Regions from separate parts of the Mus musculus genome. Here regions 1, 2, 3, 5, 6 and 7 are each linked to region 4. A link is a contact called in public HiCAR-type and HiChIP or PLAC-seq data. All regions are on one chromosome and are shown on one strand. Each heading gives the region's core, a stretch centred on a gene start, on an enhancer-like site or on the middle of the called end of the contact. The rest is flanking DNA. Distances are from core to core; before and after follow the strand shown.

Region 1 (3,642 bases), core at 1,063-3,562, 360 kb before region 4:
ATGAATATAAAATGATGTATGATTGAGGGCAAGATATATTCTGAGAGAAGTAAGTTATTACTCATTTCTCAGCATAAGGCCTGTTTGGAATTGGTAAAAAGCCCCCCCTCCCTCCAACTTGTTTATGGTAGGGCTACCAGAATCAGAGAAAATAGACTTAATGGGCAAGCAATGAGGACGTATAAACTTGTCTGCCATGAGTTATTTAAACAAAAATTTTTGTACTTATTTGAAAGAGGGCTTAGTACATTGAAATTTTCAACCTTCTTTGTTTATGTGTTTCTAAAAGTCCACCTGAAGAATCATCTTAAACATTGAATTGATACCCTCTTAGAAAATATATTTGTCCATGAGTAGTGAAATAACATTATAGTACACAAAGATGGACAGAGAGCATGAAGATCCCGTAAAAAGATTGTTCTCTGTCACATACTTTCAGCCACACAGATAAACCACTTCATGCCTGAAGAGGGAGCATTCCCTATCTGTCTTCAAGAATATGCCCCTGCCTACCTAAGATATGGGACTAAATAAGAGCACTGAGGAAAAATATCATTTCTGATTATCTCAGAATTTAACTTACCCACTTCCCTTGCAGGTCGCTGAGTGTGTGTGTGTGTGTGTGTGTGTGTGTGTGTGTGTGTGTGTGTGTGTTTTCAAATGAATGTGTGGATATGTATGTTTGTGTGGCATGGGGGTATATCTATGTGTATGGGGTTGGAGGTCAATCTCAGATATTAGTGCTTAGGAGGGATCTGCATTGTTTTGAGAAATAAGATCATATTTTATATTTCTTACTGAGGTTTGGGGCTGCCTGAATAATCTAGACAGGTAGCCAGAAAGCCCCCATAATTCCCCTGTTTCACCTTCACCAGTGCTAAAATTACAAGAGATTGCAAACATGCTTAGTTTTCTTATGTGTTGTTTGTTTGTTTGTTTTTAAGTTGGCACTGGGGTTTGCACTGAAGCTCATATGCTTGTGGGCCTAGCATTTTATTACTGAGCTATGAGCCAAGCCCCATCCTCTCCTCTTGCTTTATTTTTTTATATATATATTTTCATTATTTACATTTCAAATGTTAGCCCCTTTCCTGGTCGCCCCCCCCTCCCCCCAGAAATCCCCTATCCCATCCTTCCTCTCCTGACTTATATGAGGGTGCTTCCCCACCCACCAACCCACACCCTCCCTCCCGCCTCCCTACCCTGGCATTCCCCTACACTAAAGCTTAGAGTCTTCATAGGACCAAGGACTTCTCCTCCCATTGATGCCCAACAAGGCCAAGCTCTGCTATATATGAGGTTGGAGCCATTGGTCCCTCCATGTGTACTCTTTGATTGGTGGTTTCGTCCCTGGGAGCTCTGGGGAATCTGGTTGGTTGATACTGTTGTTCTTTCGATGGCATTTCAAACCCCTTCAGCTCCTTCAGCCTTATCTCTTAACTCCTCCATTGGGGACCCAGTGCTCAGTCCAATGGTTGCCTATGAACATTTGCCTCTGTATTTGTCAGGCTGTGGCAGAGTCTCTCAGGAGACAGCTATATCAGGTTCCTGTCAGCAAACACTTCTTGGCATCTGTGATAGTGTCTGGGTTTAGTGTCTGTATATAGGATGTATCCCCATGTGGGGCAGTCTCTAGATGGCCTTTCCTTCAGTCTCTGCTCTGAACACTGTCTGCTCAGTCTCTGCTCAGTCCCATGCCCATGGAATGGTAGGATTAATTATAGTAAAATGGCCATCTTGCCAAAAGCAATCGTCAGATTCAATGCAATCCCCATCAATATTCCAACTCAATTGTTAATAGAGTTAGAAAGAGCAATTTGCAAATTCATTTGGAATAACAGAAAAAAAAAGACAGGATAGGAAATCTATTTTCAACAAAAAAAGAACTCCTCTTGCTTTCTGGACTCCCAGTTTTCAATAACTTTTCTTTCCTTTAGGTTGCTCCCAGCACATTTTACAAGGCACGCCACTGCAAATTTCTCATGAGCTTTAGATTCTTCGTTTCATGTGAGTGCTACTGTAACCTAGTAAATAACAGCATTAAGCACTTCCTGCAGAAGCTGATGGTCTACACATCCCCCTGTCACCCAGTCCAAGTGCACCTTTCTGTTGAGTGGATGTAACCACAGTGATGACTTTTTTTTTCCCTCAAAGGATCAGTAGTTGCCACTAAATGATTTTGCTAGTGAATAAGTGCTTACTACATTAAGGTTCATTCCTTTTACCTGAATCTCAGAGAAGCAGAAAGCACATCTGATGGAAAGTAAAGTGGTTTCGTATATATGACCGACTTCCTGCCCTTGTGTGATAACAAGCACATTGAACTGAAAAAGCCTCTCACTTCACAACTGGCCTGTATGATCAGAAGTGACTGGAGCAACCTTTCTGAACTTTGGTTTCCTTGCCTAAAAAGGACTTGGTTTAGAGGAAGTTCAGTAGTTGTCATGCTAATTTGTTCTATAGGGAGGTTTCACAAAAGCTCCATATACATACCAGTATATTGTTCTCTTGGCACAGTTTTAACTCCACAGCACGAAGTTTATATTTTCTCAAATTCTAGTTTCTAGAATCCTATAGGTAAATCAGTGTCTCCCAAGAACAGAGTGAGTACAGACATCTCTGGCAGGAGACCCTACCAGCACTCACTGTCCCCTGGGGAATAGCTTTACTAGATTTTGTTGAATAGCCAAGAATATATCTGATGGACATAGGTTGGAGGCCTCTTCTCCCCTATGAAACATGGACAATGCACAGCTATCAGGAGACTCTAATGGAGGGATATCTGTAAAACAATGTGTGTATGAATTAGAAGGAATAAGATATAAGCAGAGATTTCACTGATTATTCTCAACCTGATTTATCAATCTTATGTTACTTCATGGTTATTGAAAATAATTTCAAAGGGCTAGGGGAAAACCCCAGTGGGTAAAAGGACCTGCCACAGGGGGATTAAAATCTGAGTAAAAATCTCCAAAATTCACACAAAGCTAGAAATAGAAGCATGTTTCTGTGTATTACCAGCCCTTCTAATGAGAGATGGGAGTGGAAGACAAGGGAATCTATGGAGGCTCATGAGCTAGGTAACCTAGTGTGTGCAGTGTCTGTCTAAAGAAAGTTGAAAGATGATGACATCCAAGGATGGTGTTTCATCTCAACCAACGTACTATGTCAGTAGTATTCCTTCACTCACAGAGACAGACACATACACGCAGGAGTTTATAAAAATTATTTCAGGACTGGATTAACTGTTGCAGTCACCAATTGCCAATAAAGTAAAACTAGTCATTTTACTATGATTTTGATATGTTTAAGTGACTTTCTTTGACCAATGTATAAATTATATAATATAGAAATTGTAGGTATTTGGGAATTAACTTTATATTGTAAGTCAAAGTGTTAAAATCATTAAAGGTTGAGGTCATGACACATGAGCAAATTCAACCAAGAAGAGTAGACAGCAGGAAATAATCAAACTCAGGGCTGAAATCAACCAAGTGGAAACAAAAAGAACTATACAAAGAATCAACCAAACCAGGAGCTGGTTCTTGGAGAAAATCAACAAGACAGATAAACCCTTAGCCAGACTAACTAAAGGGCACAGGGACACTATCCTAATTAACAAAATCAGAAATGAAAATGGAG
Region 2 (3,752 bases), core at 539-3,038, 460 kb after region 4:
ACAAAAGAAACTTGAAATATAATTTGTGTTTGATGGAATCCTATCACTGCCTAGTTTTAAAAAACATAACAAAACAAAACAAAACAACAACAACAACAACAACAACAAAACAGATTTTACAGAAAGGGACACTACCTTCCAGAGAAGTTCATCTATGTGCACTAAATCTATGTGCACTAAACTGAGAAAGTCACATTCTTTCTCTAAAAAAAAAAAAATCCTAAAACAGATGATTAATATAGCCAAGGACTGAGTAGATTAATTAATTTGGCTAATTTGAAATAATATGGCACTTTGACAGCATAATTTAGTCTCAGCTCAGTGATGAAAAATGGACTTTAAGAGATTCTTCCTCAAATGTTTCAGTCTTGCAATCATTTTAATTTCATGTTGACCTAATTAGTAATTCTAATCACAGGGAGGAGAATAGGAAAAAAAAAAAACTTCTCAGTTCATGGTCAATAATTTTCCCTGTGTGGACATTAGCACTCTCCCGCTTCTCACCAAGGGTCTGGATGCCTTCCATTTGATAATGGATGATAATGGATGGATGGGCTTTTTACACAGCTGGGCAGACTCTGGGGAGACAGTGGTCCTGGGGATGCAAAGTGTGTGAGAGTCGAACATGGTGCTTGGAATCCTACAGCGCTTCTTTCTTCGTCTCCAGAATTACTTTTTTTCCTGAGAGCAGGCAACTCTAGTAGTCTAAAAATGGCTAAAAAGGAATGGATCAAAACTTTCCTCCTTGAAAGGGGCCACTCACACGTCTCAAAAATTTCAATCCAGGATTGTTCCAGTCTAAAGAAAATGCAGGGTCCGAAGAGAAATGGAGCAGAGACTTGGGATCCATCCCATCCACAGAACCAAACCCCAACGCTCTTGCTGATGCCAAGGACCGCTTGCAGACAAGAGCCTAGGATGGCTGTCCTCTGAGAGGCTTTGCCAGCACCTAAGACAGATGCAGACACTCAAAGTCAATCACTGGACTGAGCCTGGGCATCCCAGTGGAAAAGTAAGGGAAGGACTGAAGGAGCTGAAGGGGACTGCAACTCCATAGGAAGAATAACGTTATCAACTAATTGGATCCCTCAGAGCTCCCAGGGACTAAACCACCAACCAAAGAGTATACACGGGTGGGTCCATGGCTCCTGTTACATGTGTAGCAGAGGATTGCCTTATCTGGCATCAGTGGGAGGGGAAGCACTTAATCCTGTGGAGGTTTGATGCTCCAGCAAAGGGGGATGCTAGAGGGATGGGGTGGGAGTGGGTGTGTGTGTGAGATAGCACCCTCTTAGAGGCAAAAGGGAGAGGGGATAGGGTGGGAGGTTTGCGGAGGGGAGAGTGGGAAAGGCGTTGACATTTGATATGTAAGTAAATAAAGTAATAAAAAAAGAGAATTTTCTCCTTGACTCTATGAAAAATTGTTGGAGATACAGCAAGCATGTGAGGACAGGAGGCAAGACGATGAAATCATGCCAGCCTTCCAGATGCAAGGAACAGATGACCCACTGAAAAGGGCCCTGTCCTTAAGATTCAAGTCGTGACTTCAGGGAAAGATGACTAAGCCGAACTAAGAGGGTGGCAATTATTAAAGGGAGAAATTGAACCATAAATATCAATCAGTATCGCCTGACAAATGTGTGGCGGAAAGGAGGGAACACAACAGGCTTTCCCTGAGAAACTATGGGGAGGCAGCCTGCTGCAGCTGCTCTAGTTGACACAGTGGTCCGGATCCCATCCTCTCCAAAAGTGATGCTACCCAACCAGCCTATCAGAAAACAGCACCTGATTTCCATGCTATCAGAGGTAATGAATCACCCATGCTTATGGGTGACTCATTACTCTGTCATATTTGTTTCAATGGCTTATATTTTTTTTATCATCAGATAAAGTTACTTATGAATTTATAAATTTTGTATGATACTTGAGACTAAAGTAATCCCAAGTATCACCCAATTCAAGTCGACATGAGAGCACTAAAAGTGCAGGCAGATGAATGGTCCCTGTGCTGGCCAATCTTGATTTGGCACTTGACTAGATTAAGAAAAGTCTAGGGCATTAGTAAGGCATGCCTTTGAGTGTTCTGTGATGACAACCAATCTAAAACAAGTGGGCCGGTGTCTGCATGCTGAACTATTATACTGTTACATTTCTCAGAATTTTAATTAGCACTAAGTCCTGAGATCCAGAGTTAATAAGTACTCTAAATGGCTCAGATATTACAAATTATAAAATGAAACTGTGACTATAGGTAAATGTTCAAGAGATTAACAAAAACTATTCTATTTTTGAATATAGGAAACCATATTTGTTTCTTAGGAGAGTTCAGTTATGTTTCAAATGGGTCATAATTCAAAGGAGATTCAAATGGATAATGGGCATGCACAAGGGGCATAATTAAAACCCTGTGTCTATAGTTCCATAGTATTTGCATGTCCTGGAGTGTTTCAGCAAACCCTCTTTAACCAGAGACATGAGGATCTTAACAGCAAATAAAGCCACCACTGCCATGTTGCCTCTTGTAATAGGATATTCACCTGTGGCCTACTCTTTTGGTACTGAGGGTTATGTGCTACCCCTTATTTCAAGACATCATAACTATTTATACTTACTTCCTTAAATAGCAAATTATATTTAGTCCAACCTCCCTGCTATTGTAATTTCCAGCTAAAATTTCATTTTGATATGCCCATGTTTTTCTTCCCTAGTCTCTGAAAACCTAAAATCTTACATCTCTAATATAATTTTGTCTATCTAATTGCTTCCTCCTCTTTTGTCTTTTATGTATTTATTCTCCTTTTCTTTCTCTCCTCTCTTTTCCTTTCTTTACTTTCTTCCAATCTGAATCAAGTTAGGATTTCTAGTATCATGATGAGACTCTATGAGCACAAAAATTCTTATAATAACAAACATTCAATTGAGGCTGACCTGTAGTTCAGAGGTTTAGTCCATTATCATCATGGTAGGAAGCATGGTGACATGAAGGAAGACATGAGATAGAAAGGTATATGAGAGTTCTACATCTATAGCAGGCAGCAGAAAGAGAGAATGAGCCACTTGCCATGGATTGAGGTTCTTAAATCTTAAAGCACACTCACAGTGATACATTTCCTCCAACAAGGCACATTTCCCAATCTTTTCTAATAATGCCATACCCGGTGAGCACATTGGGGCCATTTTCATTCAAACTATCCCACCTTTTCTTTCCTTCCTTCCTTCCTTCCTTTCTTCCTTCCTTCCTTCCTTCCTTCCTTCCTTCCTTCCTTCCTTCCTTCCTTCCTTCCTTCTCTCCTTGCTTCTCACCTCTCCTCTCTTTCTAATATTACAGATTGAATCCAGGGCATAACATATAGTAAGCATTTTTAAAATACCACTGATCTATATTCTTCATATTAAAAATTGAGAAAGGGTCTCACTAAGTTTCCAGAGTGGCCTTGATTTCATTCTGTAATCCAGAGAGCTGGAATCTCCCTCATTTCTTAAAAGCATCTTAGTTGGAGTTATAGACCTGTGCCATTGGGCCTGACTTGTGCCTCTTTAGCACACAGACTAATTGGCCTCTGGAAAATTTTCAAGAGTTGAATCAATGCAACAATAAGTTAAGAATGAAACTTAAAACTCCCAAATCATTCATTTGCTTACAATTTCAAAAGAGGACAAAAAAAATTAAGTACAGAAGAAGAATCTTGACTCATTTTGTCTGGGTTTAAGAATTACATCATTATCTTGTATCTCTATTAATTGTACAAAAC
Region 3 (4,056 bases), core at 937-3,436, 490 kb after region 4:
AGCTGTGGAATCTATTTTCTGATTACAGGAAATAGATTACCTGGGAAGGGAGGCTCAGGCCTTGAGAATAACAGCTAAACCCCTTTCTATTAAAAATATTTATATTTATGAGTCATGTGATATACAAGCACATGGTTTTAGCTCTCTCTTTCTACCATGTAGCAGTCAACCATGATATTTTCCCCACCATGATACCACCTCAAAAAATTAGCACAAATCAGTATCACCTTCCTTCAGCTGCTTATCTTCCAATATTTCCTATTTATTGAATGGTTGTTCAAATACATGTATAAATCCTGACTCTTTTGTTCATCTCATTATTGCCAGTTAATCTCCAGGCCTCTAAACCTTTGAAGTTCACATATTGAAGGAAAGGTTTTCTTTGAACAGAAGTTGTGTGCCTTGGGCTGTTAATCTGAATTATGTTTACACCAATATGCCTTTTGATACGTTAATTGGGGGATACTCATGTGTAGGAGGTTTAGGAATAACACTTCTCTGTAAGGAGAGTGAAGGAACTAGAAATCTATAAGAAGCATTTCATCTTGGGCTAGGGACTTGGCTCAGACTCGAAAAGCTCTTACTGTGTAAGCCTTGTGGCCTGAATTCAATCTCTGGAACCCATAGAAAAAATGGAAGCACAGAATCAACTTCACAAAGATGTCCTTTAACCTTCAAATACACACCAGGGCATGGGCACTACATACTAACACTGTACACACAATGTTAATAAGAAGCAATTCATCTCATCTCCTTAATAACTTGCAAAAGAGATATTGACCACATTGTCTTGTTAATGAGGGAGAAAGTGGAGAGAAAGCAGATTCAAGCTATTGACAATAAGGAGTAGACCTAGATTCCCATCCAGAGAAGAAGGTAACTGAGGTAGAGAGTTTGATGTACAGGAAGGCATGAGAAAGAGATTGATGTTGAGGCTAATAGGCAGAGGAAACAAAATTGCTGTGGTGTCCATGAGACAGGTGAGCTGTCCAGTGCAAATGGCAGACTCCAAGCTAGATGAAATAAGTAGGATTACAACTTCATTTTTTAGAGCCTGTGAAACTTCTAGAAGGTCACCAAACCCAAGAAAAGTGTTGCTTTCCTTCTCTTCATGATTTGAATGCAAACTGCCTCCAATGGGTGCATGTGATTGGTCCTCAGTGGGTGATGCTCCTTGACAGACTGTGGATCCTCTGGGTGCTGTTCCTATCTGGTAAGCACAAGACATTAAAGGTGATACTTTGATTCTTGCTTCACCATGTTTGAAGTACTCTGCTCTCCATTCCCACATCCATTGAACTAGTTTTCCATGCCTTCCTGCCAATGATGAACTTCCTCTCTGAAACCATGAGCCAAAATAAATCTTTTTGACCCTTAAGTTGCTTTTGTATAGTTTTGTAGTCAGAGGAATGAGAAAAATAACCAATGTATTTATTTGTAGAAATTGGATAAAGTTAGGAGCCTGAGTTTGTATTTAGACTGAGGTACAATGACACGTGTAATGTTCTAAGTATAATGTGACTCCCTAACACATTCCTGTCTTCTCAGTGAGCTCTCAGCAGGCCTGTCACACAGAGTCCACAATCAGCAACAAGCAGGATGCACTCCATCAGTGAGACTGTGGAGGTATTTACAAATCTGACAGCCAAAGAACAAACACCAAGAGGTCATAGACATTCCTCAAGATGGATCTTCCAGCTCTTTTAGTTCAGGCCTACGAGTTCTCAGGATTTGAGGATACAAGAGGCATGATGTCTGCTTTCCCCCAAGGGGTTGATTTTTCTATAAAGAGAAAACTATGAGGTTAGCACGCAATGTGTCGGCTTACTCATCTGCCAAGGGAGGCAAATTCTAGTGGGAGTTTTGCCCATAGGATTTCAATACACAATTTATGGGTAATGTCTTGTGAAAATAAATGAGTTACAGTTTATACACACATACACACACTACACACACAAACAAAAACCCCAATAACAACAACAACATAATGGTTTTAACAGGCCTCTTATCACCTGAAATGGTTCAAATTATCTATAGACAGAAGTATAAGGAGAGGTGAAATTGACATCTGATGACTGCGAATAAAACAACCATTTGTATGGTTCCTTTTAGATCTGTATGAGTTCATCCATCTGGCAATTCTGCCTTGGGAATGAGCCAGCTGGGTGAAAGGAAGAGGACTTAACTTCCTTGTCCTGCACCTCGGGATATCCCCACAATGTGACCTTGATCCTTTTCTCTACATGACTCAGCCATATGGGTTGAAATGCACTGCGTATAATTGTCTTTCCAGACCTTTCCCTTGCAGAGGCTCATACAAAGTCTTCAAGAAGGTTTGTCTTCAAACAGCGTTCAAGCACAGAGACACATCGCTACTACTATTGGCTACCCATGGTATTTCATCTAGCCATGGGAGCATTGAGAATAGTAGAAAGTAAGACCACAGGGATTTGACATTACTTTTTAATATAGAGTGTAGGATCCATCCCCTGATGGGAAATCTGAATACTCATCCAGTGACATCATCTGAGGAGTTGATTATATGTCACTTGAGAAATATCTCATGTCCTACCTATTTCCCAATATGTATAATTCCTCTAGTAGAATTACTCCTCTGCCTTGGACTACCTCCATAGCACTTAGGTTAAAGTCAATATAACCACACTACCATTGAGTCATGTCCTGCTTTCTATCCAACAAGATAAGAATAAGACTCCTGAAAGGCAGGAAATGAGGTAAGCAAGTATGTGTTAACCTTCACATTAGTTAACTGTTCTCATCATGACCAATATATGTCAGAAACAACTTTTCATAAAAATCTGTATGTGTGTGGTGCATGCACATTTGGAGAAAAGAGGTTGACATTGGTTATCTTTCTCTATCACTCATTACCTTATTTGAGGGAGTGGTAACAAAGTCTCTCACTGACCCTTGATCTGGATGTTTGGCTAAGCTTACTGAACAGTGAACTCCTGGAGTCCACTTGTCTCTGACTCCTAATTAGGTTGGAAATATGTGCTGCTATGCCTGGCCTTTCCATGGGTGATAGAGATCTAAATTCCAAGTCCTTATGTTTATATAGCAACCAAGCACTTTACCCACTGAGTCATCACTCCAGCCTGACATAAACAACCTAAAGTAAGGGTTTATTTTTGCTCAGGATTTCAGAGGACTCAAGCACTTCATAACAATGTGGCATGTGGCAAACGCTTTTTTACATGAGGGCTGTCACAGTTTTAATTGCCTAGTAGACATAATTTAGAATCACTTGAGAAGAGAGGTTCAATTAGAAATCTTCTAAATCTGTTTTCCTGTGGGCATGTCTATGAGGGTCTTAATTATTAATTAATATAGAAAGACCTAGTCTACAGTGGGTGGCACCATGCTATAGCCAGGAGGTTCTGTCTGTGTAAGTGTAGCAAGGGTGCTGAGCATGAAGAATCATGTTTACACTGATACTTTCTCTGCTCTTGAATGTGGATGGGATGTGATTAGCTATTTTAAATTCCTGCCACCTTGCCTTCTTTTTTATGATGGATTGTAACCAGGAACTGTGAACTAAATAAACTCTTTTTCCCCTAAGTGATTTTTTTTTTGGCTAGGTTATTGGTATAGCAACAAAAAAATTTGAGCTAGAACAATACCTAACCAAATAGTGGAGGAAATGAGATGAGAATCAAGGGTGGTGAGTATCTCCATAGTAACCTATTTCCACAACTCAGGTACCAATCTATAAAAACTTCTAGCCTTCAGCATGGTGCTACAAACATTGGATTACATGTTAAAATCTTGACCTCATGGGGAGAACATTACAGAGAAAAACCATCATAATGTCTCAGATACAAGGCAGATACAGGACCATTAACTAAATCAGAAGCACTTGAGAAACTTTGTCTTTTCTGCATATCACAGCATAGTAACATTCAGATAGGTTTGGATGACTCATTTTAGTTTTATGTACCAAAGTCAGAGCTATACCCTGTCCACCGCTGGAGTAGTGAGTGAGGAAGGTTGTGCTATACCAGAAATGCATGTCTGCTTATGGACAGTTCTACA
Region 4 (3,493 bases), core at 964-3,463:
GAGTAACAGCGAAAGACAGAGACAAAGAGAAAGAAAAGAGGGGAGAAGGAAAAGATGTAGGGAAGGGGGAAGAAAATAGGATAGGTGGACTACTAATGACAGCAAAACTAAGATCGGTTTTAAACATGAACTCATATTTATGGTGAAATAATTCCTGGTCTAATATTGAAGCCTGTTTTTCAAGTGTAGACTCAAGTCTGCTCATGGTCTGAAGCCTCCTAAAGTGAGAGAGAAGACATGAGCTGAATATGCAAAGGTTGGATCTGAATTGCTGCCATATTCACTAAAATAAAGTTGTCTATGTGGAATGTGGGTGTTCTGATGTTATCAGAGACAGAAGTCATAAGAAAACAGAAAGTCCAAGCTGAGGCATGACTATGATGGGAAATGACCTCTGATACCATCTTTCCTTCTATGAAAATGACATTTTCTTCCCCCACCCCCAACAACTTGCTAAAAACACTTCTCAAGTCATCAATGCATCAAACTGAAACTAATACCTGTCACTGTGCCCAGAATCCACCATAACAAAGAGTATTTGGACAAAAGGTTGGTATAAAGATACATATGCTGACAGTCATGGCATCTAAGATCGGCTGAGCCACTCTGACTCCAGACTCTACCCAAAACATTAATGTGCAGCTGAGTTCCGCTATTCTTACAGAAATGTATTAATGATGCTTCTGATAACAAAAGGGACCCAAATAACACTATAAAATGAAATAAAATTCCACTGACAAAAAGGTTATGTTTGATTATGAAAAGACAATACTAGTTTACTCACAGGCTGACAATTTTAATTTTTCCTTCCTTTTTTTTAAATCTTTTATTGATTTATTATTATTTTTTAGAGGTGATGCTAGGGACCAAAGCCCAATTCGAGAATCTTTCACACAAGAGGCAAACACTCTGATGCTGAAATACATCCCAAGGGAGCACCCTGTTTATACTGAGATCTTAGAAATAACACCCAATAAAATGATGAAAGCTGAGCTTGTCAGTCTGTGTAGTACTTGTACATGGGGCTGGCTTATGTAGAGGACAAAAAAGAGCAATGTTATCAGCATTAATATGATATAGATTTTGGGGGGAGAATTTTCCTTCTATTGTAATTATATTCATGCAGGTTTGAAACCATTCAAACAGACTCAGTCTGAACCACTGAAAATACAATGATTTTCTTTCTTTACACATCTTTCAGCCATATGGGCTATGGCTACAGAAGTGAGAAGAAAATGTAGAGGCTTGCAGCAGACAGCAAAACAGTATCTGAGCTGGCAAATAGATATTTATAACTATAAGCACAATGCAAAGACACAAGCATGAGTGCAGAGATGATGTCTTCACCACACTTTCCTACACACCCTCCAGAAATTCTCCAACTACTGTTTTACTGAGCTTATGGATATGATAGGCCGCCCCAAATAATATCTTCGTGCTATTGGACTTAAGTCAGGCTGACTATGCGGCACGTTATATCCCCAGGATATCTGGATCTTTGCCTTATTGTGAAAATGAACCAACTAACTGTCATCTCAGAGGCCACTATATACACGAGGCACAATGATAAACACAGGGTCTTCCTGCCCACCCAGGGTCAGTCACAACCTTGCCCACAGGAAGCTTTCCCCTCTGCCTGCATTACAAGCCTTCTTCCCTAATTCCTTGATATTCAACTTTGGTTTGAAGAACAAGACCTTTACTGCCTGAGTCCACAGCCATTTGCAGAGTACCATGTGCAGATTGCATAGTTGATGGATATAGGAATTGTGCCACCCAAAGTCAGAATGGAAGTATTATGCAGGCGCTTTGGAGGATGTGGGAGGTTAGTTCCTGCCTGGGAAGCCTTAATCTTGGACGGGTCATCAGCCCTAACCGGACACTGGGATCTGGGACTCAACTTTACCAGGAAATTCTGCCGAGAGAGAAGAATATCTGGGGCTTCCTTGTAACTCCCCCTCCAGCTTCAGAGTAACTTGAAAAGTGGAAAACAAAAGACAGAAATGAGAGGCAGGCAGCATGTACTATACAGCAAAGGCCTTTGGAGGTGTGATAAGGATCAGGTAATAATGGCCTCTCACTGAGTAATCCAAAGTATTTCACAGTTTTTCTGGTTCAGCCAGTTAGTTGTGAGGAAGAAAACACCCCCTCAGTAAATGAGGCCCTTTGGAATGAGGGCTGGGGTTTATGATAAGCATAGTGGGGAAGTGCCCTCCACACCCAGGAGGGTCATTGTGTCAGCCAGTATGCATGAGTCATTTTCCACCCAAATGATGTGTCTCAAAAAGAGAAACTCTCAGCATTTACTCTGATTTTTAACCTATTGCTAGCATCTGTCATTCAAAGTGAGCTGAGGTCTTTTACAGTCTTAATCACAGAACTCCATACCTTACTGTTCAAATCTGTCCTGGTTCATCTGAGGCACGCATGGAGTTCCCTGTGACGTCAGTAATAAGTGACCTATTTATCACTACCCCTGAGGTTGCTAATCTGAAAATAGAGATTTTAAGACATAGAGCATCAGAAAAGTCATTCCTTTCTTGTATTCATAATTAGTAATATGGAGGGAACAAAAACAGAACAAGATGGAAAGCTAGACGGAAGCATCCTCTGAGATGCCTGGGTTGCTGTAACTAACTCACTGGGAAAGTTAAAACTGCCTCCCTGAACATCAGATCAATGTTTCTATAATCAGAAATGTTCTCCGTGCTCCCACACACCTTCAGTTAAAGACTTCTTCAGTGAGTTACTACAGGATAACAGGTCCAGACTCTGAGTTAACAAAACATTACCTCATCCACAAACAACTCCATTAACTGTTCAGACCCTAAGGTCAAAAACCCTTTTTCTAAGTTTCTGGAAGTTTCTCTACTTTCAAAGCAATTACAAACGTGACCTTTCTGTCTCCCTAAGAGCAGACAGCTCGAGGCAACTCCATCCAAATCAATACAGGGAGAGAATCTCAGGACTTCTTTAGAATGTGTGCACAAAAGAGGTACCATGTAATTTTAGAAAAACACCAGTTCTGTCTTACATGGAGATAAATATGAAGAGAAAGCACTCAGCAAGTGTGCTGGGATGTGGGGTAAGGTGGGGAGAAAAATCCTAGCAGTTAAGAGAAAATGGAAGCATGGAAATAAGACAGTTTGGAGCATTGGGAATTGTTGGATGGATTCAGCATGACTCCAGTCAGTTTAGAGGCAAAGAGACAAATGTCACTACCATTTAGTTTGGGTATCATCTTTTCCTTCTCTTCATAACTAAAGCCTCGCCCAGATAATAATGACAGATAAGGATGCCCTGTCCAACATGGAGATCATAAAATCAGGAGCTGATGTCATTGGGATGAAAACAACAAAGAGAAAAAGAGGAAGAGGAATCCAGCTGTTGAATGCATGCTTACCTCAAGGCGCCTGGACACCAGCTGTCTGAATGTCCTTATATAGAAAAGGTGGCCTGCTTCAGCTTCTCCTGTCCCTCCAAGGGAAACTGT
Region 5 (4,070 bases), core at 1,207-3,706, 450 kb before region 4:
TGATTGATGATTGGAATTATTTTCCTTTTCATTTTGCTCCCTGGCAAAAAGCTAAAGGCATGTAATCATTAAGCAGTGTGTGTAAGAGACAGATTGCAGGACAGAAAACCATAGGAGTTACTTAAAAGCCAAAGCATATAAAATAATTTATCCTTCACAGACATTTCTATATCCACTGGAGCAAGCATATGCTTGACTCATATTCAACCGAGCAAGTAGAGTGTTCTTATTCTTCTCTGCATGGACACGGCAGTCATCATCATACAATTTCTTAATAAGCTCTTTTAACCAACGCCCCTGAGCACCAAGCTTAAGCGACTGTGGCCTCAAAATCACCACATTTTACTCTCCTCAAGTGCATGGCTGGTGCTGAACTACACTAATTTACTATCTTTTTGCTAGTTTGCAAAATTTCTCAATGTCTGTGTTGCTTCCAAAGCTTGTAGCAAACACAGGCAAGAAAAAATAATTAATTTTGAGACCTCTGGTGAGGTTGGGAATAGAATTGCAGAGTCTGTCATTTTATGGTGCCTAGTGTTAGCTGGTTAAATTGCAGTATTATCATCAGGTGGCAACCTGAGTTTCTCTATGTAAGAGGAATCCTTAGGATGAGAGCCTATTGTTATCCTTTCTTTCACCCCTATTTAAATGCATGTAACAACCTGCCTACTTCAAGCAAGTTTCCTCAAATTTAAAATTTCTACTAAGGTATGAATGTTGGTATTTTCTGTAATCTTTGCAATCAGAAATATTAGGAATAAGACATACAATTCCAAGGCCAGCCAAAATGACATAGCAACAACACCTTGGCCCAAAAAAATTAAAAACCAGGGATGGAGAAATGGCTCAGTTGTTACTATACAGTCGTGATGACTAGCATGTAGCTCCTAGTACTACAAAGACATAATAGCTGGGTATTCCACAAACACTTGCAGTTCTATTTCGGAGGAGTCTGGCACCCTTTTTCTGAATTTCTCAAACACACACACACACACACACACACACACACACACACACAAACATAAGTTATGCAAACATAAGTTCATACTTATGCACATTAATATACAAAAAAATTAAATCCTTCAAAAATACAAAGAATTCTCACTCTAATAAGTAATGCTAGGTTTTCCACAGTTTAATTACTAGACAATATCTGTAAATTGCACTAAAGACAAGGTCCAATGCTGCAACCCTTGCTTAGCACACATGAAGTCCCAGCTCTCTGTCCCCGAGCCCTGACCAAGAAAATGAAGGAATAAAGGATGGTAATACGTAATAAGCCCTTAAACTTAACTTACAATTTTTTAAGTTTTGAATTTTGTGATTGATCATTTTCAATAAAATAAAGAAAAGATTTCCTTGTCTACTCAAATAAAAACTTCTAAACAGGGAGTCCTGACCAATCAAGCCTTGGTTCTTTGAAGCTCAAATGATTAGTAATTATTATATTCTCAAAATATCACTTTGATAATGTATTTTGGTTTAGTTAAACTTTTCATGTCTTGTCATGCCTTGTCATTCTCTGCCAACCTACCACCTTTTCTGGAAAAGTCTTTGTTGTATCCATGATGTTCTCAAACTCCTAGTGTGTCCCTAATCCTCCTGCCCCCACTTTCTGAGTTTGGAGATGACAGGCTTCAGTCACCATGCCTGGTGTTTGAAAACCTGGGAACTGAACCCAGGGCTTCATGCATGCTACAAAACCATCTTACTGACTGAACTAAGCTAGAATCTCCAGGCCTTTTCCTTTTTGTTTTTAATAACAACCAACAAAAATAATTCCAACTGTACATATAATAATCTGAAATACAAACTGTGTGCTGGTTGCTGTAACAACATCTCTCCAAACTATATTTTACTAGGGTGGCCATATTTATTTTCTGCATAGATGATAACACTTTATTGAAGGCTAATAATCTAATTTTCAAAGGACCTAACACTTTTGTTAAACTCTTATTCTCAGATCTTCAAAGATTTTCCCATTTCATTTTATTGTTTGTTTGAATTGTTGATGTTGTTTTTATTAAATTGTGTGAAACAGCTGAATGGTGAAGCCAGCACTTTTTATTCGAATAGCACAGAGAACAAAACATAATTCTTTCACAGAGGAAGCCCTATGATAAACAAAGTTTGTATAAAGGAGATGGGCCCCTTGGAATGCCCCCAACATTCGGAGTACTTAATGGAGACTAGGAGGTGATGTTGGCAAGCACTCCAACTCACACACCCCTCTCTTGCTTACAAAAGATTTCTCCATTTTCTTAAAAACACCAAATCTCATAAAATGTAACAGAAAGACCAAGCAACAGTTATGTCAAGGGAAGACCTGCTTATTTTTCTTCTTTGATAATTCAATACAATGTCTTTTGGAAGTTTCTCTGGTCTATGAGTATAGCAGTAGAGGGATTTTGCCCAGAGCTGCTGTAGCCCCAGTGTATATGACTACATATACCAAGAAATAAAAGTCTTCCCTCACAGGAAACCCCTGAAAGCTTCTCCTAGGTTCAGTGCATGCGAGCTTCACCCAGCCCACAACAGAAGTTCCATGAAGAAACAGAGGAAAAGCCTAGAAGGAATTCCACAAAGGCATTACCAGACCCACTACCCACAAAAGGAGTTCTTGTTGTTAAAAACTTGGCAATGATTCTAATCAGGAAGCTGTCTGTACTGAGCTCTCAAATGTGTCATCGACCACATGGTCCTCTTCAGCTCATAATATGTAAGTAGGCACATCTGCAGGATGTTACAAAAGTGGTACTGAGAAACAAGTTACTTTGTCACTACAGTATATGACTTTCCCTTTAAGATACTCAAAAAGAAAGTTTGGGTTTGACGTTGTGTGAGTTCCCATGCACACACAGACACATTCATAAGAGTGTACAAGACAAATCATATACCTACAGAAAGATGTGTTTGCATATACATATATTGCTACATCTTCAATGTAGAACATCTTAAAAGACCCATATGTTAAAGGCTTGATCCCAAGCATTATCTATCATGCCTTAAAATGCTGACATTTATGACACTTAGAGAACTGTATTTTTCTTCATGCAATTGTTCCCTTGGAGAGACAGTGGGTTCTTCACTTCTTTTCATTACTTCTTTTTCTTCAGGCTTTGAGGTGTTTGGCTTTGTTCCACTGCCCATTTCTGTCTAGGGTGTGTTACCTGACCACATATCCAACACAATGGGTAAATGAAACATTCATTGGAAACTCCCTACCTGGGATCCAAACAGTTGATCATTGTAGTTATTTGTTATAGTAACAGGAAGCTAGTTAAAACACACACCTAATCTAATTACTAAATACACTTTTGCAGCTAACTGTGGTATGCTCAGTTTTAAGGAATTTCTTTGTGTACATTATAGTTCACATTGGTAGCACTTACTCAATAGTGCTCATCAGATAAAACCCATAGGCGTCAGAATGAATGGTTAGGGTGTGTATGTTTGTGAGTGTGTGTGTGTGTGTGTGTGTGTGTGTGTGTGTGTGTGTATGTGTGTGTGTGTGTGTGTGTGTGCACTCATGCATGTGCATATATGTGTGTGACAAGCCCAATTTTAACTACCCAGAGTAAATTTGTGCATTTAGCACTCTTCCATAGAATCTTGTAGCCATTCAAAGAATACATGTTACATATAAATAATGACTTGCATTTACCTGTCCATTGAAATTAATTTTTCTTTACTTGTCTATTACTTTCTATACAAAAAGATCATGCCCAAATTTTAAATTACTGGCAATCTCTCATGCACAACACCCTGCTGCTCCCTAGGCAAAACTGTAACATACTGATGATCTGAAAGGACAATGAATTCTATAATCCCCTTGCCATTGACCATGCTGCTAATGTAGTATGACAGAAACAAGGCCCTTAGAATTCCACTATAAAAGAGTCATGGGAACATGTAGATTGCTACCCTTTTCCAGTAGGTTACAAGAGAAAGTACTTGGGTTATGACCATAGAGTTTTAACTAATGCCATTGTCATGATCAGGATTTAAAACTTCCTGCTTGTTCTTAACTGTCACTAAGTACTCAGGGATTTTCACAATTACTGTTTGAT
Region 6 (3,935 bases), core at 84-2,583, 420 kb before region 4:
ATTCTCAAATTGTGGTAGACTGATTCACACCCAAGCAGTTGCATGTCTGGCCAGTTTTCATCAGCAAAAATAGGGGTAAAATGGCAGTGTATCTTTAGGGCATTGTATTGAGACTGAAAATAAGCAAGAAATGGAGCATGTCAAGCTGAACATAGGGATATGTTTCCTGACTCAGTGTTTTAGATTTGGAAATGGGATGGCTTTAATTAGTATTTGGTTGATTGAACCGAATAATAGACCCAGAAGCAATTTACCCAAACTGGAGTTGAAATGTATACTATTCCTGTTGTATAGAGAAAGACTCTCAAAAGCAAAAGTGGATTTATAATAACAAATCAGCTCACATACTTGGACAAGCCCTTATTCAAGATTTCATACTTGATCATGAACCCTAAAGTTACAGTTCATCATAACTAAGTATAATTTTATTCATCAAAGTACTTTTTACACTTTTAAAATTTACATATTTATTTTTTAAATTTTTTATTAGATATTTTCTTTCATTTACATTTCAAATGATATCCCAAAATCCCCTATACCTCCCCTCTGCCCATCTATTTTTATATATTTTAATTTACCCTTTAAGAATTTAATACATGTGGAATTGTTTCTGTCCCATTTCTCCATTAGACTCCTGGATCCACACAGACATCCTTGCAACTTCATTTTCCTCGTCTTCTTATTTTTTTAAATATAAATAAGCCACTGAATTTAATTTGTGCTCTCCACATGCACATGTATGTGGGGACATGCACAGAAGCATGGTCAACCAACCACAAATTACAGCTCTAAAGAAAGCTGCCTTTTCCTCCCCTGGCAGTCCTTTGGGTATTTATACTTTTTAATTTAATTTTTTTTTTACATTTCTAAAAAATTTTTACATGTACTTAAAAATTCTGAATACAAACAAGATTGACACTTTCAAATTTTACTTAGCTAAGATAACTGAAACTCATTTAGGTTTGTGAATTTTTTCCTATTGTTAAAAATAACAAATATATGTGTTTAGCCATCCTTTCAGATGGATGAGACATCCAAATGATAGTAGATCGATGGTAAATGTATTCAGCTGTAAGCAATGCATTTAACAGCAGCTGAGGATAAATATTAATGAAAAATAGTTCACTACACAAGCTCGACATGAGAAGTCATTAGGGATATATCTACGATAAAAATACACCACAGCCTGACTGCAAAGAAAGTGAGATGTGTGGGAAATGACTTCTACAAGAGGGCAAAGTTCCCTGGAAAAAAAAAAAAAGATAGTTCAATTTCCTCTCCCCAAGCTGTCTTTTTAAAATAACATGACATACCACACATTTTGACACAACTCCACATGACTCAGGGGCCTTTCTTTAAATAAGACCAGAACACATTCATGGAGCCTGAGTCACCTCTAACCCTCCGAACTTGGTGAAGATTACTGATCAGCCCTCATTCCTAAGTCAGTACGGGAAAGTTCTGATTTGGGCAGTTAACCGAACATTCTGTTTTGCAGTAAACAAGTTATGGTTTTCCTTCTTTCCTTCTTGCCTCACCCAAAAAGGGAAAAAATGCATGTAATTTAAAAATGTGCTTTTCTACAATAAACAAAAACTCCTCATTTCTTCAAACTAAGCGATGTTTACGGAGATGACTTAGAAATATATGAGAAAATAAATAACTCATTAACATAGAAAATCAATCCATGATAGGCTCCCTTTGGAAAACTGTTTCCTCCGAGATAATTAATCCAGGAGAATATTTGTTCTTCCAAGATCAGGGAGATCCTTCTAGAGAAGGCTAAAATTTAAGACTGTTCTGAGGATGGAAAGTGAAGAAATGCGGCTGCGCCTCTTTGTTACACACAGCACTCATCACATACTGGGGTGTTTGTGATTTCACAATCCTATCCACAATATTAAAAGCCTGTATTTTCTGTTTGTTTTTTTTTTTAATAGCTATGATACAGTGGGATATGGTAATGAAACTGTTGAACTTTCAGGAGGCTAGATAAGGTATTGTCTTTTCTTGCTAAGCTGTAGTCTTAATTTCCCTTATTTAAAATGATAAAGGTAGTGTTTACATCACATGTGAACAAAAATATCTAATGCATACAGACATCTATTGTTTGGATTTTGTGTCCATCACAAGAGTTAAGAGCAACAAATAAAGAGTTGTCATGCCTGACCAAACTCTGAAGGCTTTGGAACTTCACTCACTGGATATTTCCAGGGATGGGAATCAGTTGACAAAGACTTGTGGTCACTTCCTATGAATGATGTCTTTTCCAGGAAGTGGTATACCCATTACCGTCTATAGTATTATGTGTTAATCATTTCGTGTCTCTCTCAGGTATTCAAATCATCAGCCTGAACAGTGATGGCTAGATGGCTGTGATTGCTCTCCAAAACTCCTGTCCCATTTCCCCAGTCATCACTAATATACAGAGACAGAGACAGAGAGAGAGAGACAGAGAGAGAGAGACAGACAGAGACAGAGAGACAGAGAGACAGAGAGGCAGAGAGACAGAGAGAGGCAGAGAGACAGAGACAGACAGAGACAGAGACAGAGACAGGCACAGGCACAGGCACAGGCACAGGCAGGCACAGGCACAGGCACAGGCACAGGCACAGGCAGGCACAGGCACAGGCACAGGCACAGGCACAGGCACAGGCACAGGCACAGGCACAGACACAGACACAGACACAGACACAGACACAGACACAGACACAGAGACACAGACACAGACACAGACACAGACACAGGCACAGGCACAGACACACACTCAGACACAGACTCGGGAACAGACAGAGAGACAGAGTAGGGATTCAAGCTTTTAACTTGAGACAAGATTTCTTTTTTCCTCACAAACAACCAACTCTTTTTTTATATATCTCATTTCCCCCTTTTTTATTAGCTATTTTCTTTATTTACAATTCAAATGCTATCCCAAAAGTTCCCTATACCCTCCCCCTGTCCTGCTCCCCTACCCACCCACTCTCACATTTAACAACCAATTCTTACCATCATATAATATAGCAAAAAAAAATCTTTCAAGAAATAGTCATGTTCCAGGTGAGCCAATGTTCTTCACAGGTCTGAAAGAACACATCCTGATGGGAAATGACTGTGTGTTGTGTTCTTTTGAAAGGCTTATTGACAAAAACAGATGGTGCAGGTGTCTGCCTGCAGTTGTAATTGTAGTGACCTTCCTGTAACTAAAACAAACACCCAAACACCATCTCATCTCATCTCCTGGCTGCCATTAAAAGTCTTACTTTTTTTGTCCTGGAAACAAACATTTTTAAAATTTTAATAGAAAAGAAGGAATCAAGAACATATAAAAGAAGGAAACACGCACTCAGGTAGAGAGAGAGAGACAGAGAGAGGGAGAGAAAGGGAGAGAGAGACAGACAGCCATCAAATAAATAAACAGCACAAAGGCTCCTGTGGTTGTCAGGCTCAGATACTGAAGATCAGACTTAAGCAACACATGTCTGGCTGCTGAGACAGAGGGACTGGAATAAATCCAGCAAGGACACATCTGGGAGTGCCAGTGTGTGAATGCAGTTTAGCTGGCCTCCCACACAACAGGAATTCCACCAGAAGTATGTGCTCTGGGTGGAAGAGAGCAAAAATGTGTTCAGAATATCACTAAGGAGACCCAGATGCATTATCTCGGCCAGAGTGCAGAAGACAGTGCAGAGAGTGAATGGTTCCCAGACTAAAGCAGACAGTGTGCTTTATTGACATTGGTGGAGCTGGGCATCGGAAAGAAGGGACGAGAAATACTCAGTATACTGAGAAGGATGAGACGCTTGAAAGCATCAGGACATATTTCCGGAGCTTTCAAAACCAATAATGTCTGTGGCATTTTGCAGGCAAAGAATGATCAAATTAAAGGCATTTTAATCTTCCTGCTCCAGGTTTTGGCTGTCATAAGTTCACCTTTA
Region 7 (4,025 bases), core at 1,153-3,652, 390 kb after region 4:
AAGATACCCTCCTCCATAATGGGATCACCATCTGTGTGGGTGTAATATGAGAGCCTCTCGGGCTCTGAGTCTTTTGGCATCCATTAATCCTAAATACGGTATTTGTAGAGTTCTTTAAAGGTTTTCTGTTTGTGGTCAGCAAGATGAGGATTTGACACCCAAGTGCGGTTTTCTGCAGACAAGGACTCAGTCTATCTACACTCTTCAATAAACTGAGAATCAAATCATTTGCTTTTAAAGTCTCCATGAAAATTATAAAAGGTAATCAGTTTCACGGAACCTTCTGCCTGAAATAGTGTGGGTACAAAATAAACACAGCTATTCTTGTTATTGAGACACACTTAACTTATCTGAGGAGTGTGTGTGTGTGTGTGTGTGTGTGACACTTTTTCTAAGAGATACCAGATGGTGGGAAGCACATTAAAATGTATTTAAAAAGCATTACTTGAACAAATTCCCTCTGGCTCAATACAATTTTAATCAAACTGTTTCATAGGTTGTGAAGTACTCTGAACTTGGTTACTACTGTATCACATGGATAGTAGAGATTTTATATGATTAGTGTCTACATATCCATGTGTGCACATGTGTACATATGTAAATTTAACCATTTTAAAGGTCTTTTGTGAGTAATGATTGTAAGCAAAATACTTTGTGATTTTTATTTTCTCTGAATAAAAACGAAGAAAGGTAAACTATCAAAAGACAATATTCTAGCAAGTTAATGGCCACAGTAAGAACTTCTTTTACTAGGCTAAATTCACCAAATTAACAACAATTGAACCAATGAATCCACAATGTTAACAGCCATTTAAATCCCTTCCGAGTCACGGATTCTCTTTAAAACAAGCATAGCAAGATACCCATACAGTGTAATAAGTGCCACTCACATTTCCATGGCAACCAACAGCTGTCTAGAGAACTTACAGGCCACTCAACAGGAGGGAAATTATGCCTGGTCCTGAGAATGCAGCCAGCATCCCAGGGCTAGTGAGGTCATGGGTGTTAGAGGGGAATCCACTTCTGCCACGCTGCTAGAACAACACAATTACTTACTCAGTTTGATCAAAAATTAAAAGCAGAAGAAACGGTCAATCCCTCTGGTTGATACCATCACCTTTAACAAATTTATTCAGTCTTAGCGAATGATTTGTCAGATAAGAACCCTGACAGGCATCAAAACTGGGGTTTGAATCCTCAGCACCCACACAAAGTGTCCAAAACTGCAGTGCAAACCATACTTATGCATCCAAATAGACTTGGAGAGAAATCCTGAATAACAAATCAAAACTTAGAAAAAAAAAAGTGATGACGAAAGACAGTTCTCCAATTGTGTCTGTGAGAGTATATATGGAGATACCATCTAGACATAGAAGGTGCCCTTTATTTCTTCAACCTTAAAATATTTTAACTTTTCTCCTTATGCACAGAGTTCATGCTGTCAATTATACGTATAGATCTATTCATTTTTAACCCCATATAGTAGGAGGGAGGTCACTGATAGTTTCTCACTGTGTAGAGTTGTAGGTTCAGTGAGAGGTTCTGCCTCAATGAAAGAATGTGGAGAGAATGAGAGTGGTATACCCATAGTCCTCCTTTAGTGGGCATATGTGCAAGCACACACACACACAGTAGCATATAACACTCAAAACATAGATAGATAGATAGATAGATAGATAGATAGATAGATAGATAGATAGCTAATAACATGATTTGAACAAAGTCGAGTAGAACCTCCAAATTTGGGCTTCCGATGTTTTCCCTGGATGAAGGAAATAGGCTACCCTCTATCCTGCAAAGACTGTTCCTGAAACCCTTTGTATTATAAACACCCTGAGAGCATTTATATAAATTATTTCTTAGTTTTGAATTTTCAAAAAAACCCACATAAAACCCCATAAATTTACATTTGTAAATAATATTTTTATTTGTATATTTACAAATATAATAATAATATTTACATTTGTAGAGTTAATATCTGTCTGAGACATTTTTCCATTATGCTGGTTTCTTTGAGCATTATCCAACCCCCACCCCCCACCCCCCGAGACAGAAGTCACATTTCAAGGGTTTGCCAAATAAATTCTTCCACCATCAACTTGAAAAAGTAGATGCTAATGAATTCCCCAAACCCCCAGGTTTTCTCAGTGACCTGATGCATGGAAAGAAATATTGACTTCCCAATGTTGCATGCTTTTGGAAAACAGGTTGTATGCAATTTCTAAACATGACAAGAACTATAGAACATGTGCATGCATGCCTGTTTCTTCCTGTTATTTGAGAGACTGTATTATCAATGCAGGTTGCTTTTCTTGTTAGCTAGCCAATACTCCCTTTGTTTCATCCTTCAAGGCCTACCCCCAAGTTCTGACATCACATGACACAGTTTCTATGGAAACAGTGGGTTTTGTGCAACCCCTAGGGAAGAAAGGGTGATTTCCATTTGAAGACGTCAGAGTAGGCTGCAGTGTCCTGTTCATAAAGAATTGTGGAACCTGCATCTTAAATGTCATTGGCACGATTCCATTCATATTTTACACTTTTTTTCACTGCATGTTATTGCAGTCACCTTGGGACATGCTCTGGAACAAAACTGAAACTTTACAAGTTTGTGTAAAACAAGGGTCATGCTTTTGAATCGGGCCATTTATCCTCAGAATCCCCAAACAGAGCTATTCTGAGAAGGTTCACCTTCTGCCAGTATTATTCATATTTCTTTTTAAAAGAAGATACTTTGGTATCTATATGACTAAACGTCAAAGAAAATGAAGAATTAACCAGCTAGTCCTCAACTTTATCAACTCCTGCTTTTGAGTTTTGAAGATAAATTTGGACAGCTGGTTTATGTGTCCAGGCAACATTAGAGAAAAACCCAGAAAAGAAATAAAAACTTTAAAAAAAAAATAGTGATGACTGAACTTAGTAGTACTCAGAATGTGACAGTAGAAGGACTTACAGGGCTAATATTTCCTTTACTTTTTTACCTTTAAACCATTTAACTCCCCATTTAAAGTATAGAATCCATGTTGTCAATCATAAATGTAAAGCCTATTGGTTTAAAAAAAATGAACACAGGCTACCCATACTACTATCCAGATAAAGCAACGGGATGTGTTTAATATCCCTCAGACCATCCTATCACTTTCAAATCACACCTGTTAAAAACCTAATGTCTATCCTGGTTTACTGATCTTACTAAATTTGGCATACTATATAAACAGTGTCATTCAATAGGCAACAGAGAGTGGTTATCTCCCAGTGTACCTGATGACCACATAACCTGAAAACCTTTCCATGGCTACCTGTGCCCTATGATAAGAACATAATGCAGTTTTAGAATGATACTGTGATGGATGCTTGAGCTAATGCTAGCTTGGAGCCATCACAAATAGGACTCCTAACACACGTTTATAGATCTGCTTTAGTTGCACACATTCCATGTTGGTGTACAAATAGGAGAGGTATATGCGGTCACAGAGTAAATGTTGGTTGCTTTTAGTAAAGTTGCAAAGTGTCATACAGGAGTGGCACCAAATTAGAAGCAAAGAATGTCATCCTGGACAGCACTCAGAAGCCTCACAGGTTTCGTTTTGCTCTGATGCTTTGCTTATTGATTTCTTATTTGAGTGGGTGTGCACTGTTATCTCATAATTTATTCAAGTTACTTTCTATGTACATACTCCAATCACCTTCACTGTTGATCTAAGTGTACTCATTTAGAAGGAATGTGTGCATGCATGTGTTTGCATGTGCTTGTGCTATGTGTATGTCTGCATGCATGTGCACGTGTGCACATTTGTGTTTAATGTTTTACAAATATTTGACTTTTCCAAAGTCCTAGTTCTATGAGTGTGATTAAAGCATCTATTAGTTGATCTTCATTTACTAAAACAAACAAACAAACAAACAAACAAATAAGCAAAACTGGACCAGTTGCTATTACAGCGCAAGCAGACACCATGCATTTATTTTTTTCAACTTACCATAGCACACTTATAAGAAAAATAATTCCATCAATTTATAGC

Evidence for each region. HiCAR-type assays count read pairs that join an accessible place to other places. HiChIP or PLAC-seq counts read pairs in DNA pulled down with a chosen protein or histone mark.
Region 1: a BATF HiChIP or PLAC-seq map of CD8 T cells shows a contact between it and region 4, with 70 read pairs. The contact joins two enhancer-like sites. A contact is called at or near these places in 1 of 484 Hi-C or Micro-C datasets (Th1 cells) and 2 of 115 datasets of contacts at active chromatin or transcription factors (CD8 T cells and memory CD8 T cells).
Region 2: a FOXA1 HiChIP or PLAC-seq map of pancreatic cancer cells shows a contact between it and region 4. The contact joins two enhancer-like sites. A contact is called at or near these places in 4 of 115 datasets of contacts at active chromatin or transcription factors (CD8 T cells, bone marrow-derived dendritic cells, fibro-adipogenic progenitors and 1 more).
Region 3: a contact with region 4 is called in a FOXA1 HiChIP or PLAC-seq map of pancreatic cancer cells. The contact joins two enhancer-like sites. A contact is called at or near these places in 4 of 115 datasets of contacts at active chromatin or transcription factors (CD8 T cells, bone marrow-derived dendritic cells, fibro-adipogenic progenitors and 1 more).
Region 5: a BATF HiChIP or PLAC-seq map of CD8 T cells shows a contact between it and region 4, with 11 read pairs. The contact joins two enhancer-like sites. A contact is called at or near these places in 2 of 484 Hi-C or Micro-C datasets (Th1 cells and cortical neurons) and 3 of 115 datasets of contacts at active chromatin or transcription factors (CD8 T cells, bone marrow-derived dendritic cells and pancreatic cancer cells).
Region 6: a contact with region 4 is called in a FOXA1 HiChIP or PLAC-seq map of pancreatic cancer cells. The contact joins two enhancer-like sites. A contact is called at or near these places in 1 of 484 Hi-C or Micro-C datasets (pancreatic cancer cells) and 3 of 115 datasets of contacts at active chromatin or transcription factors (CD8 T cells, embryonic fibroblasts and pancreatic cancer cells).
Region 7: a contact with region 4 is called in a HiCAR-type map of Th17 cells, with 4 times the contacts expected there. The contact joins two enhancer-like sites. A contact is called at or near these places in 1 of 484 Hi-C or Micro-C datasets (embryonic stem cells) and 1 of 115 datasets of contacts at active chromatin or transcription factors (Th17 cells).

Annotation. Positions count from the first base shown.
Region 1 is chr13:5,406,314-5,409,955 of GRCm38.p6, forward strand. No RefSeq gene overlaps it. Among named protein-coding and RNA genes, the nearest start is that of Gm40660, 47 kb to the right of the region's middle. Within about 2 kb of position 2,313, at least 19 of the 459 cell types and tissues checked have an H3K27ac peak or open chromatin away from gene starts, as enhancers often do. A contact at or near this core is called in CD8 T cells and Th1 cells, where this site is marked.
Region 2 is chr13:6,228,928-6,232,679 of GRCm38.p6, forward strand. No RefSeq gene overlaps it. Among named protein-coding and RNA genes, the nearest start is that of Gm35615, 59 kb to the right of the region's middle. Within about 2 kb of position 1,789, at least 7 of the 459 cell types and tissues checked have an H3K27ac peak or open chromatin away from gene starts, as enhancers often do. A contact at or near this core is called in pancreatic cancer cells, where this site is marked.
Region 3 is chr13:6,253,300-6,257,355 of GRCm38.p6, forward strand. No RefSeq gene overlaps it. Among named protein-coding and RNA genes, the nearest start is that of Gm35615, 34 kb to the right of the region's middle. Within about 2 kb of position 2,187, at least 31 of the 459 cell types and tissues checked have an H3K27ac peak or open chromatin away from gene starts, as enhancers often do. A contact at or near this core is called in pancreatic cancer cells, where this site is marked.
Region 4 is chr13:5,767,643-5,771,135 of GRCm38.p6, forward strand. No RefSeq gene overlaps it. Among named protein-coding and RNA genes, the nearest start is that of Gm35413, 34 kb to the right of the region's middle. Within about 2 kb of position 2,214, at least 85 of the 459 cell types and tissues checked have an H3K27ac peak or open chromatin away from gene starts, as enhancers often do. A contact at or near this core is called in CD8 T cells, Th1 cells, Th17 cells and 1 more, where this site is marked.
Region 5 is chr13:5,315,970-5,320,039 of GRCm38.p6, forward strand. No RefSeq gene overlaps it. Among named protein-coding and RNA genes, the nearest start is that of Gm40659, 59 kb to the left of the region's middle. Within about 2 kb of position 2,457, at least 9 of the 459 cell types and tissues checked have an H3K27ac peak or open chromatin away from gene starts, as enhancers often do. A contact at or near this core is called in CD8 T cells and pancreatic cancer cells, where this site is marked.
Region 6 is chr13:5,344,573-5,348,507 of GRCm38.p6, forward strand. No RefSeq gene overlaps it. Among named protein-coding and RNA genes, the nearest start is that of Gm40659, 88 kb to the left of the region's middle. Within about 2 kb of position 1,334, at least 52 of the 459 cell types and tissues checked have an H3K27ac peak or open chromatin away from gene starts, as enhancers often do. A contact at or near this core is called in pancreatic cancer cells, where this site is marked.
Region 7 is chr13:6,157,214-6,161,238 of GRCm38.p6, forward strand. No RefSeq gene overlaps it. Among named protein-coding and RNA genes, the nearest start is that of Gm35615, 130 kb to the right of the region's middle. Within about 2 kb of position 2,403, at least 22 of the 459 cell types and tissues checked have an H3K27ac peak or open chromatin away from gene starts, as enhancers often do. A contact at or near this core is called in Th17 cells, where this site is marked.